3 separate regions of the Zea mays genome follow, and regions 1 and 3 are each linked to region 2. Evidence: chromatin contacts called from public Hi-C data. All regions are on one chromosome and are shown on one strand. The core of a region is the stretch at or near the end of the contact, and the rest is flanking DNA. Distances in the headings are between cores, read along the strand shown.

What was found. Hi-C and Micro-C count contacts between places; a contact is called where the count stands out from the background.
Region 1: a Hi-C map of bundle sheath shows a contact between it and region 2, with 1.8 times the contacts expected there. The contact joins the enhancer-like site here to the promoter of LOC103637646 in region 2. A contact is called at or near these places in 6 of 25 Hi-C or Micro-C datasets (bundle sheath, ear, endosperm and 2 more).
Region 3: a contact with region 2 is called in a Hi-C map of leaf, with 7 times the contacts expected there. The contact joins the promoter of LOC100194247 here to the promoter of LOC103637646 in region 2. A contact is called at or near these places in 8 of 25 Hi-C or Micro-C datasets (bundle sheath, ear, endosperm and 3 more).

Annotation. Positions count from the first base shown.
Region 1 is chr1:91,837,013-91,841,516 of Zm-B73-REFERENCE-NAM-5.0, reverse strand. No RefSeq gene overlaps it. Among protein-coding and RNA genes, the nearest start is that of LOC103637649, 53 kb to the left of the region's middle. Within about 2 kb of position 1,601, at least 12 of the 20 cell types and tissues checked have an H3K27ac peak or open chromatin away from gene starts, as enhancers often do. A contact at or near this core is called in bundle sheath, endosperm and leaf, where this site is marked.
Region 2 is chr1:91,708,978-91,713,488 of Zm-B73-REFERENCE-NAM-5.0, reverse strand. LOC103637646 (G2484-1 protein) reads right to left here and starts at 1,963. Exons shown (of 17, transcript XM_008660081.3): 1 at 1,607-1,963; 2 at 1-845. The coding sequence starts at 835.
Region 3 is chr1:91,484,443-91,488,881 of Zm-B73-REFERENCE-NAM-5.0, reverse strand. LOC100194247 reads right to left here and starts at 1,992. Exons shown (of 10, transcript NM_001139288.2): 1 at 1,759-1,992; 2 at 1,536-1,655; 3 at 1,328-1,453. The coding sequence starts at 1,905.

The DNA.
Region 1 (4,504 bases), core at 352-2,851, 130 kb before region 2:
CAAGATCTAAAATGGACACAAGAAAAGGTCAAACGATTAAGGAGGAAAAGCGAAACTATCAATCAGGGTTCTGGCACGTGAATTGCACACTTCCACCCCTTCCTATCTGCGGCGAGCTCTTTGTCAATATTCCACTCCTTCAGGTCTCTCTTCACAGCCTCTGTCCACGTCAAAGTTGGTCGACCTCTACCTCTCTTCACATTTTCGGGACGCCTAATTATTCCGATATGCACTGGTGCCTCTTCAGGTCTTCGTTGGATATGTCCAAACCATCTCAAGCGATGTTGCATAAGCTTCTCCTCAATTGGCGCCACTCCTACTCTCTCTCGTATATCATCATTCCGGACTCGATCTCTCCTTGTGTGGCCACATATCCAGCGCAACATACGCATCTCTGCCACACGGTAACGCATGTAAAATTCTTCTAATCTGTCCATGTAAAGAAAGGGACATATATCAGCAGTACACAAGAAAAAAAATCATGAAATAACAGTAGAGCTAGATCACTGTCCCCCGCCCACAGTATGAGTTAGCAGTTTAGCACTAATTCTAAGCTAATAAATATAAAAGCATGTACAAACCAATTTAATATGGGTCCTTTAAAGATTTTTAAGGAGTTAAATGAAAAAAATATATAAAAGACGGACTCTTTAGAAAAAACTCGTCTCTTCGTACTATTTTCTCTTAATCATATTTATAATGTGACTTACATTATGCAATCTATGGTAGTTGGAAATCGATCCGAGCATTTTTAGTGGAAGCCGAGAAATACTCAACGCGATGAACTTTATTCAACAGGCTGGTTTGTTTAAATAGAAGTACACAGAGGCTGGAGAGAAAGGAAGCTAACAAACATGACCTGAATGCAACATGGGAATAAATCCCTGTAGTTACGCCTCTCAGCCTATGGCTACGACATGTACATAGGAGGAAACAAATATCGTGCCTGTAACCCTGCCTTGAATGTGACTGTAGATTGATACGCTAACATTTAGGTCCTGTGAGAAAGAAATAGATCGTAAAGTGTGTGAGCCTATCTCCATTCATTTGGTTGCGGGATAGCTGGAGCAGGCAGGACAAGGATATTTTTTGATGTCTTTTCTCGTCTCTCTAATTTTGAGGGACAACTGTTATAACACTGGAATAGTTCTGTTCCAACTCCTGACCCTGAACCAAACAACCGCATTTAAAGAATCGTTCTATTCCATCTTATTTTGTCATTACAACCAAACGCACCTTTAAGTTCACGCTAGTCTCTTGTCTTTTTACATTATTTAATAATTATAAAATTCTTAAATTAGCTCTAAGCCAAAATATTGAAGATGCTCTTTCCAGTTACAACACTCAAAAGTTTTAGAAACTGTACGTTACGAAAATGAAGCAGCGCAGCAAGAACGCTAGTAAAGATTGTGAGAATTTGGTGTGCCCTACTGCTACACGCTAGGCGATCAGCCTGGGTTGCATTGCTCGTATTGTTGCTTCAAATAAACCGAGTTCGACGTGGTGGAATTGGAAACCCTGCTGCTGTGGACCTATCGACCCACGGCTTCCACCCGTCCGTCAGCTGCAGCACGCCACCGCAAACGCTTTCGGTGGTCGCCGTCTCGATGCGGACCGCTGCTCGGCTCGGTGCGCGGTGTCAACAGCGAGGGGCGCGCATCCTTCACACAAATGACATGTCTTGGGGGGGCGTCATCTGATCGCGACACCGGCCTCGGTGTCCTCTTGCGATTAAGGGTGACAACAGATTAGTATTATGTTCTATTTCTATTTATTTTTAACTAAATTAATTTAGCGTTCTAACAAGTCGTGAAGAACATTTGAATCAAGATTTATTACCACCCCTACTTGCGATGGCTGAGCTCGGTCGAGTTGACGCTTAAAAGTGACAAGCCACTTCAGTCAGCTATTAAACTCGACCAAACCAAGTATCACTATAACAAACTTAGTCACATCAGCCATTACAAATTGCAAAGTCGATTAGACCGTCACTAGAGATTGGCTACACCGACCGTCTTTTATATAAAATCTGCTTTAGTCGACTTTTAACAATCGGTTGGACCGATTTTTAACGTTTTTCCAAATCTATTAATAGAATTTTGATGGCTAAAAGAGGAGCATAAATAGTCTATAAAAAACTCTTTACCAAAAACATAGTAGATGAATTAAGATAAAAAATATATATACAAAAGTGTAACAAGTAATAAAGAATTCTACATAATATTATTATAAAAAACAATATGCAATATTAAGACTAACTTGTAGTGGAAGCTTGAAAGAGGTAGACATAATATTTATCCTCGAGATCTAGTTCCTTGTCGGTAAGCTATGTTCTCGTTAGTCGTTACGTCGAGTCTAACCTTAGAAGATTCAATTGATTGGGCACCGCCGCCCGTCGCCTATGAAAGGAACACGAACAACTAAGAAGGGGTAAATTAGGACTTCTAAAAATATCGCTAATTTAGGCCACAAATAAATCTCCTGAACAAAACCTTCTTGCCCTTCCTGTTGGCTGACATCAGACAGCAAACACCGCCTCGTATTACGCATCAAATGGTGTGCCTCTCCCTCTCCCTCCCTTTCCATCTCCTTGCAAATAACGGGAAGAAGGCTCCTCTCACCTCGGACATCCTTCCTCAAGGAAAAAGGGGAAAGCATAGTATTGTTCAGGGGTTCGAAGGTCGGGCCCTCGATAGGGTTCGGGAAACCGCCTCGAGACGAGTGGGCTCCGAGCCAATTACTGATCATAGGTTCGAATGTTGGCCCCTCGGAAGGGCTTCATAACCGCCTTAGAGCCAGGGCCGTACCGAAGGGGTGTGCGGCCGCATCAGGCCCCCAAAAACAGAGGGCCCCTTAGTCAACGAACGTTAGCATTTTTTTCTGTTAAACATATATATTCTAAACACAAATACGCAAAGAGCGATATGCTATCAATCAATTTCGTTTAGATTATTAAACTAATGTCTCAATTACTTATCGAATACTCCATCCGTTTCAAAATAGTATTTGTTTTAGCTCTTGATTTTTATGTTTATATTCAACTATATAATGATGAATCCACTAAAGAAGTAAAACAAATTTTATTTTGATATAGAGAGGGTATTATTTACTATACACATGATGGTTGCATCGACAAAGAGAAGCTTTTTAAAATTGAAATATTTTTGTGACCTATTTATGGTCAACAATAACTCAATAGAGGTTAAATGGCTTGCTGATTCTATATATCGAAAAAAGTTGTTGGATGAGATTGACCTCAATAATATAAGCGATGACTTTTGTATCACAAAATGTTAGAAGATATTTTTAATGGTATCAGATAACAAGTAAGTATTTTTGACTATATTTTATATTTGTTATCTTATAAACTTCAAAACAATGCATAATAATTTTTATACGTCAAATATTCGATACTACATGTATAATTATATATATTTGTGTGTATGGGGCCTCCATATCGGATTTCGCAATGGGCCTCCGAAAAGTCAGGAACGACCCTGCTTAGAGCACAGAGTCAGGGACGACTATGGGTACAACCGTACATAGCCAAGGCTCAGGCTACGATCCTGAGGTACCCTAAGACATATACAAGACACTCGAGAGCGATTCGTTAACGAGTTCGGGACTAGGCGAATCACCCGCGGGTACTTTTGGGGCGTGTATCCGGACCGCTAGCCGACTCCTACCGAATGGAGCACGGACCCCGCTTGGATTACCCGTTAACAGCTCACTGGAGACATCATGCTCGTTGCCTATTGAGGGTAGCATGTCGTGATCCCCATCTTCCTCCTTGCGGGGAGGCGACGAAGAGGCGTATAACGTAAAAAGTCAAGGTGCCCGTCAATCGTCCTCTCGCCCCGCGCAAAGGCTCGGGGCTACCCTTGCAACCTATGCTGTGGTAAATTTGTTGGAAACTCCAACAAACCGACATGGAACACTCGGGGCTCCCTTTGCGCCCATGCTGCGGCCAAGTGACAAATGGAGTCCACCACGCCTGCAGAGATAAAAAACTAAGACCCCGAAGGAGTCAATCACTCCTGATAGAAGACGCGGCCCGATCTTCCGTGAGATACGATAACTTGATTGAATGGAGATCTCGACGTTGATGATCCAAGGCTCCGAGCGAAAGGTTCCTCGCAATCACTACACCACGGCTCCGTTGGTTATCACTCGTGACACACGAGTGACCTCACCACGAAGGCTTATCCCTGAAAATGCAATCAAGAACACAAGCAAGAACAGGAAAGAAACACAACCAAAATTGTATTGATTAGGGATGGGGTCTCACAAACCGATGACGGCGACACTATCGATGACAGAATTGGTCTAAGCAAAACCCAAAACCTAATGTGGTGGCGGCTGCTGAATAAATAGAGTATTAGAGTGTGTGTGACCCCTGGACTCGCCCCTAATGGGCTTCGACGCGATACACGGACCAACGGCCCAACAGACGGTGTCACAGCACCAAAACAAAATCTGAATGCTGAATTGTTTCGACGATTCC
Region 2 (4,511 bases), core at 714-3,213:
ATATGTTCTGCAGGGGAGCCAACTCTGGGAAAGGTTCATTATTCAAGTTCTTTGAATCTACTCCAGTTGAGGGTATATTAAGTTTGTCCAAAGAACGATCATCATGACCTGCCCCAAAATAGTTGTCAATGGCTGGGTAGCTTCCTGGTGCGTTGTTTGAAGAGGACAACTTCTCACCTGCAATGCACTTCTCACCAACAGAATCCACTGCCTGCTCAGCTTTCTTGTCCATTAAGAAAGGCCGAAAATGTTCAAGCTGACTCTCGGTGTTTGAAAGGTCGGCAGTCATTATAGAATGAGATATCTGAGAACGATCAAGATCGTCTGTCATTCTAGAATGAGTACTCAAAGACTGATCTTCCTCAGTTGGCACTACAGTACTATCTGGCAGGGAGTTACTAGATTTAGGATGGACACTCGATTGATCAATTTGACTGTCCATACCACTTAACTTAAGGTGGGCATTATTATCCATGTCACCAGTTGTCTCATTTTCTCCCACCGATTTCAATAGCATTTCGACAGATTCAGTGGATGTTGCCTCTGACCAGACATTATTAGTTTTAGATATTGAGCAAGATTCAGCTGCGCTAGAGCTAAAATCAACAACACTGCTTCCAGTGGACAGAACCTCAATCCAACTATTCCCGTGCCCTTGTACACTGAAAAATGCTTCTGTATCTATCAAATTATCAAATCGAAGATGGCCTTGTAATTGGTCCTCAATATCAAGTTTTGGTAGTGCAAATGGTCGCAAACCTGATGAGAATTTGTTACTGCCTTCACCAGCTAGTTGAAAGTTTTGGCTCTGAAAATCAGTATCATCATGATCCATGGGTGTATGCCTACAAAATACAAGCAAAAAATATCGGAGAACCATATTTATATATAACATAATTCATATATGGGAGCAAAACTACCCAGGCAGATGTGTGAAAATCATTGCACAAAACATGTGTGAGTGTATATCAGTGTATGTGAGAGAGCGAGATAGTATTTTAGGCAGTAGGCAGCATCTCAGACGTCTCTATAAGACTGCCACCTAGTACCCAGTAATGATGATTGTTGCATACCAAATGACCCGCACAAAATTGCAATTCGCACTGAACATATGTGTGGCTGTTTTAAAAACGCCAAAAGTGAAGTGCAAATTCTACATTTTCTAGAGCATTCTCCGTCAACTAAGACCATACCCCCTCCTGGCTGATGAATAGAACATGTGCGGTGCATTTTGACCCCAGGACCATGCGCTCACTAGCACTGAACTCCCAGCAAAACATTACTTGCAAGTAAAGCTTTGGTTTACAGCAGTCGGATTGAACCAAGCCCTCAACCAGTCTGACCGCAAAGCACACGAGGCTACTGAAAATAAAAGGCTCCAAACCCTAATTCCGAGTGCCAAGCTGTAATCCGTAACTACGCCTTCAAAACAACCCGAAAACAAGGTGGCTAAGCTCAAGCGCCACCCATCCCAAACCCTAAACCACCAAGGCACCAAGCTACAGGCGCGCGCCCCGGATGACCCACTACAAGCCTCGCACACTGCGGCACAGAAGCGAGGCACGCCGCGTGAAGAAGAAAAACATAAGGAGGAATGGAGATGTACCGAGAGGGATTCGCTCGCCCTTCTACCACCCTCCATCCGTGAGCGGAGTCGTCGGAACCCTAGATCCTGCAGTGCGGCAGCTGCTGCACATACCCCGGTTGCCCACGCCGGAAACCCTAGCTCCTGCAGCAGCGACGGAGGCGAACCCCAAACGGCGGGGGAGAGGGGTTGCGGCCGGCGACGAACTGCAACTAGCGGGAGCAAGAGCGGAGCAGGGTGGAGACTGGAGGGGTGTGGTTGTCCGTGGTGGCCTGGTGGGGCGGGGTTTTGTGGTCCGGCTGTGCAGGATCCACGCGGCCTGCGTGCCAGGCACACCAGTAAGGCTTGGCTGTTTGGTTCATACTAGTACTAAAACTCAGTACATATCATATCAAACGTTTATTTGATTGATAATTACATATATTAACTATCATATAATTATTGAAAACTATATTATTGAAGACTAAAAGATAAGACAAATTTATTAAATCTAATTAAATTTATATTTAACACTCATAATTAATATTCAAACATTTAATATAACACTAATTAGGTATTTGATTTCTCTAATAAAGGTTAGTTCGTGTCATATTACATGTTTGAATATTAAATGAATATTAAATATATGCTTAATTAGATTTAACAAATTAATCTTGTTTTTTAGTCTTCATCCATGCAATTAGTTTTATAATTAAACTATATTTAATACTCGCAATTGTTATTAAGCAGTCGATACGGCAGTGACTAATGGCGTGTTTGGTTGGTGACCTGGCCTAGGCGTGCCGGCCATGCAGATGCATCCAACTGCCAGGCACTCGAAATCGACGATCTGAGGACGTGTCTGGCCCAGGCAGATTTACCAGGTCCCAAGCAAATAATGCCTTGTTTGGTTATCCCATTACACATAAATTGGATGGGATTGGAAAAAATTAAGAAGAAGTTTGACTTGATTGAGATTTAAACCCACATAATCCTACTCAATCAACATGGATTGAAAGCTAACCGAACAAGCTCTAAGCCCTAAACTTTAGTTGGGTGAAACCAAACACCCGCTTATGCGCTTGCTCTAGATTGTTCCTAGTTAGCTTAAGTGAGTTCAGAAAAAACCCTCAAAACCCATCAGCTCTTGCGCGAGCCGTTGTAATATTGTACCGAGTGGGGCAAGAGTCTTGCGAGACCACACCAGCCGCATTTGTGGTGCGTCCGTCACCGTGTACCGGAGGGAACGACGCCCACGGTGTTTCGGACAGAAGCTTGATAGTGAAGACGGCGGAGAGCGTTTGAGAGGAGGCCTGAAGTGGAGCACCACTTGAGTGTGGAGAAGGTCGTGACTCTCTACGAAGTTACTCAACTAGATGTTTGGCCCTCGCGTTGGCTACCTTTGCATAGGGACACCAGCGAGGATTAGTCGGGACATTGCACGGTTCCGGATACCTCAGTAAAAATATCGACGCGTCCACGGGAGTTTGAAATCTCTACTTTTGCTCTTTAGCTTCTGCATTTACATTGATTACTTAAGTTACAATCTTTTCTATTCTTAGTTTAGAATATAGGATTGGAACTTATGTTGTATAATTCCTTTTGTGGTAGAGATAGTGAGAGCACCTAGAGGGGGGGTGAATAGGTGATCCTGTAACACTTAAAACTTAGGCCACAAAAACTTGGTCAAGTGTTAGCGCAATAACCGCCAAGTGGCTAGAGAGGAGTCTTCAACAAAACACAATAACCAACAAGAGATAAATCACAGAGATGGCACGGTGGTTATCCCGTGGTTCGGCCAAGACCAACGCTTGCCTACTCCACGTTGTGGCGTCCCAACGGACGAGGGTTGCAATCAACCCCTCTCAAGCGGTCCAAAGACCCACTTGAATACCACGGTGTTTTGCTTGCTTTTCTTAATCCCGTTTGCGAGGAATCTCCACAACTTGGAGCCTCTCGCCCTTACACTTGAAGTTCACAAAAAAGCACGGAGCAAGGGAGGGATTAGCAACGCACACAAGACACAAAAATCAGAGTGTCACCACGCACACAAGTCGCAACAAGAGCTCGCAACACAACTCAATGAGTTCACAACTCCACTAGAGCTCTATATGCTATCACAAAGAAACAAATGCGCGGAATCGAGGTCTTGGTGCTTAGGAATGTTGTAAGAATGCTTGGTATACTCCTCCATGCGCCTAGGGGTCCCTTTTATAGCCCCAAGGCAGCTAGGAGCCGTTGAGAGCAATCTTGGAAGGCAGGTCTTGCCTTCTGTCGACTGGCGCACCGGACAGTCCGGTGCACCACCGAACATCCACTGTTCACTGTCCGGTGCAGATTGCTTTCCTTATTTGACGAAGCCGACCGTTGGAGTCTGAGAGCCGTTGGCGCACCGGACACTGTCTGGTGCACACCGGACAGTCCGGTGCACCAATGTGACCGTTGGCTCAGCCACGCGTCACGCGCGGAATCCTCGGCCGACCGTTGCCCCGGCTGACCGTTGACTCACCGGACAGTCCGGTGCACCACCGGACAGACCGGTGAATTTTAGCCGTACGTCGTTGATGGTTTCCCGAGAGCGACGAGTTCGCCTGTGAATGGCCCACCGGACAGTCCGGTGCACCACCGGACAGTCCGGTGAATTTTAGCCGTACACCGCCGTCGAAGTCCCGAGAGCAGCCTGTTCGCCAGAGCCAGCCTGGTGCACCGGACACTGTCCGGTGCACCACCGGACACTATCCGGTGCACCACCGGACAGTCCGGTGAACCCAGACTGAGCAGACTTTGGCTGAACAAAGCCATCTCTTTTCTAACTTGATTTTTCCTGTTTCCAGCACTTAGACACAATACATTAGTCCATAAAACAATGTACTAAGTCTAGAAACATACCTTTTGACATGATTTGCACTTTGTCCACCACTTTGCATAGATTAGCACAAAGCACTTG
Region 3 (4,439 bases), core at 743-3,242, 220 kb after region 2:
TGTGGGGAGAATCTGAGTATTATTAGGATTACGTGCGGAGGAAGATAAAGATGTTCATAGGGCTCAGGATCTAGAAAGTGACGGATTCCTACTATTTCAACAACTCAACCGATTATATGTTTATATTGATTTTAAATAGTTTTTACCTAAACAAATTTTATAGAAGCTGGCTGAAAAGCTGACGCGTTTGGCAGTCCGCAGCAGCTTTTGTTGGCCAGAAGCTGTAAAAAGCTGAAACAAACATGGGCGTGTGCTAGTGTTACTGCCTTTGGTGTTGGTGCAGTGTAGTACTCTGTTACATGCTCTTGTTTGCTTTGATTTTAAGTTTTGAACCATGTGCAGTCTGCAGTGTGCTAGGTGTTGGTAGTTTGATTTTAATTATTTATTTAGTAGTAGTTCCATGTTTGCTATTTTAATAAATTATTTGATAAAATTAAATTTTATGTTTATAGAAATAAGATGGACAAATTTCTGAGAGAGCTTTCTTTGCTATGAACATTTTCAAAGATTAAGAACTTGAAAAATAGATTTGTCTCGCAGCATCAACTCCTGAACGGTATGTACTAATTATTGTAATTTTATAATTTGTATCGACTTATTTTTAGGCTACATATTTCATGAATGTTTAAATTATATCTTGTTTTTTGTGTCATATTAAACATCAATTATATTTTTTGTTTGGTTTAAAAAATTTTATAACCTTAGCTTAGTAGCCCCCTCTTGGATCAATCCTGGATCCGCCACTGAGTAACGGTACTCTTTCCATTCCAAACTATGTCATCCTAGCTAACTTGGTTGGGGAAATGGAGTGTGTGATATACATCTCGAATTTGACCAAACTTATATAATAAAATAATGATGATGATATTATAAATCTTTGTGATTTATTTTGATGGCTTTGATTAAATCTAAAATATCTTGACTCTCGCAAAAAAAAAAACCATTCATGTTCTAATTTGAAACGGAGGAAGTGTATGGAGTAGGAGGGATGTCCCTTGCATAATCCCCTGTCTTGGGCAACTGTGTATTTGAGCTGGCATCAAGCTTGACAAACTAGCTGTCAATAATGGAAACAAAAATAGAAAAAATAAAAATATATGCCTGGATTTCGATGCCGGTGGTTTCACAGCTGTCATTTTATTAGACAGCTGAATTTCCATGCATGCCCAATCCAGACAAACTCGAGAGCACTGTATATGCAAATGAGCAATCTACAGCTAACCTGAGTGTCACGTGAGATGCGCGAGTTAGCGGCAAAGCAACTCCCACGAAGGAGAAAACAAAAACTGAGGAGGTGGCAAACGGCCGATGAGTCAGCCGGCCATACCTGCGCCGGGAAATCCCGGAAATGCCTATGGCCAGGAGACAGCGCGCTGGACGCCCGGCCAATGGCCCGATCGAGCATGACCCGGACAGACCTCTCCTGACGCAAATGCAGCTGCAGCTGCCTAACCTGCCAGAACTCATAAACAGCTAGTTACTAGACGAGCAGACCCAGATCAGAGACGGCGAGGGGGTGTTCTTGATGTCCTCACGTCGTTCTCCAGGGACACGCGGTGGTTCGGCGACGCGTTGGGCCGTTGATCCCGCGGCGGCCCCGGGTGGACGGAGCACCCCTCCGGAGTCGCGTAAGGCTTCCTCGCGTCCGGCGGGTTCTGGCAGTGAATTCAACGAGGAAAGCTAGCCCTGTCAGCACTAAGAAACCCACGCCCTCCCGTGATGCGTGCAGTGCAGTGACAGCGACGACGACGTACGAACCTTGGACGAGCATGGAGCGGTGACGGCAGGCTGTGCTTGGCCGCCGCATTGCTCCACGGCGCCGCGCGACGATCCTTGCTGCCGGCCGGCCACCATTTCTTCTCCCTCGTGCTCCACCTTTTCTTCTTCCTGGCCTGCGCCGGCCATGGATGATCTCGGCGACGGCGTGCCAAGCCCAAGCGTCTAGAGAGCGAGCGCTGCTGCCGAGTAGCTGGCCACTGCTACATCGCACGCGTCCATCCGGAAGCTGCTAGCCGCGCGCTATATGGGCAGAGATGAGCAGTAGCAGGCAGGCAGGCAGGCAAAGAGCATCCTGCGCGCAGGGCCGCCGCGTAATTCGGTGTGGGTGTGTGGCAGTGGCAGTGGCACTGGTGGTGGTGAATGGTGGTGGAGGGAGAAACGGGAGTGGCATGCACTGAGCACTGCACAGCGAACAGGGGGAGGAGGATTGATGGCGAGGGAGGGGAGTAACTACGCTGCCGGGAGGCGGTGGGTGGGGGTGGGGGTTCGGACGAGAAGGATGATCCCAAGGAGAAGAGTTGAGGTTGGTGGGTGAGCCGCGTTAATGACTGCGCTGCCCCCGCACTCAGGTCTGGTACCTCTCAAAACTGGGCGACGTTCTACTGGTACGGTTGACTAGGGACGAAGGGGGTTGCCGCTGCTTGCTGCTACTACTGTTTTTAGTGCGAGTGCCACTGCCCACTGTGCCTAACATCCTTGACCAGCATCAAGAGAGTCGAATTTTGCATGTATATTTGTCGTTTTGGCCCTCCAAACCAGAAATAATCAATAGGGATGGACTCCATAGCTTATGCCTGTCATGGACATGATGTAGCCCTCTCCTCTCGTCAATCATCAAACTCTTTCTGATGCATTCCTCTTGACCGTTTGGAGCTGCAGCTGCCTAGTGGATTCTTCACCAAACGCTGCCACCACAACATGCAACGACCGTGGGCGTGGAATGCCGTCATGCGGCTATATACTGGCGAAGTGGCAGAGGATCACGAAGGAGGTAGGTGACGTTATGAATGTCGAAGTTAATGAGACCCTCTCCCTCGCCTACTTGCCTGCCTCACGTCCTACGTGTGCCTGCCTGTCTGGTGACTGACTGTCACATGTTGACTTTGGTGGAGCATACGCGCACATATTTTTCTCCCTGTCTACCCATGCGATCAACCGCTGTTGTTACCGAGTAGTCGAGTACCGACTACCGATTGAACAAGCCAGGACAAGAGCTACTCCCAGTAGGCCACACAGCCTTGCGTTTGCATGCGCCTTTCATGAAGCTGATTTATTATGGCAAGGGTTAAAGCTGAGCCCGTACGACGAGCAACTATTTCTGAACAAGACACGTTCCAAATTTGCGTTGCTATTTACTGATGACTCGTCGTGTCATGTTTGGGTGTTTCCGTGTTTGATTTTACATGACTAAAGTTTAGTTTAAATGTCACTATTAAATATAGTAGTATAAAAACTAATTACACATGTAAGACTAAACGATGAGATAAATTTATTAAGCATAATTAATCTATGACTAGTAAATATTTACTATAGCTTCACATAGCTGAATCATAAACTACTTATTAGACTTTTATTGTGTTATTTAGTCTTCATTTATGGCACACCCGGTTTTAAGGCCAACCCCAGGTACGTCTTATATGTGCGACAAACAAGATCAACACATATAATGACTCGATGTATAGAGACAAATGTCATAATCTTTATTGCATAACGAGAATGTCTTACACAATAGTTGATAATAACTAAACCGAACTAATATAATTATATCCTTGGCACCAACAGTTAACTGAGAGACGACGTTTAGATCTCATCGAACTCATCGTAGTAGTCCTCATCAGGGGATACCTGCTCTTCACATGTGGGGAGAGTTTTATAGCGAGAGTGAGCTCACATACGTTCATCGCTCAGTAAGTATGGAAAATAATGTGCATGAGCTCACTTACGGTGGGGGGCCATGTGTAGTGTAATGCTCATCAACAAATAAGAGTTAAGGCTTGAAAGAGAAATGGCCTCAAACATTTCATATAATCGATTTTGGTGTTTGACATCTATCACAAATCTTATGGACTAACTAGTTTGCCTAGTTGATATTTTTCTCAGGTGCATAAAGTTCATTTATACATACAAAGAAAAAGACCTTGGGGGAATTCTACAACCTTGGAGCAAAACAGATATGCACCAGCCTGTGGCGCACCGGACTGTCCGGTGCCCAGGCTAGAGCACTTCGCGAACTGACCGCTCTCGGGAAATCAAAGCCCTCCTCGGCTAAAAATCATCGGACAGTCCGGTGTCCAGTGAGTCCAAGAGCAATGGTCGACTTCAATAACGGTCGACTGCCACCGCAGTCTGAAGCGTCAGAAGTCAAAGACAGTCTGCGATGTTAGATCACACCGGACTGTCCGGTGTGCCACCAGATTGTTCGGTGCACCAAAAGGACAAACGACTTCAATGGTCAACATCTCCAAACCCCAACGGTCGGCTGACGTGGCACGCACCGGACAATGAACAATGCTATGTCCGATGCGCACCGGACTGTACTGTGTGCCCATCGACAGACAGAACTGCCAACGCCTAGAATGTTGGTTGGGCTATAAATACCCCCAACCACCACCATTCAAATCATCCAAGCTTTCCACTCTCTACACTCAATATAAGAGCAA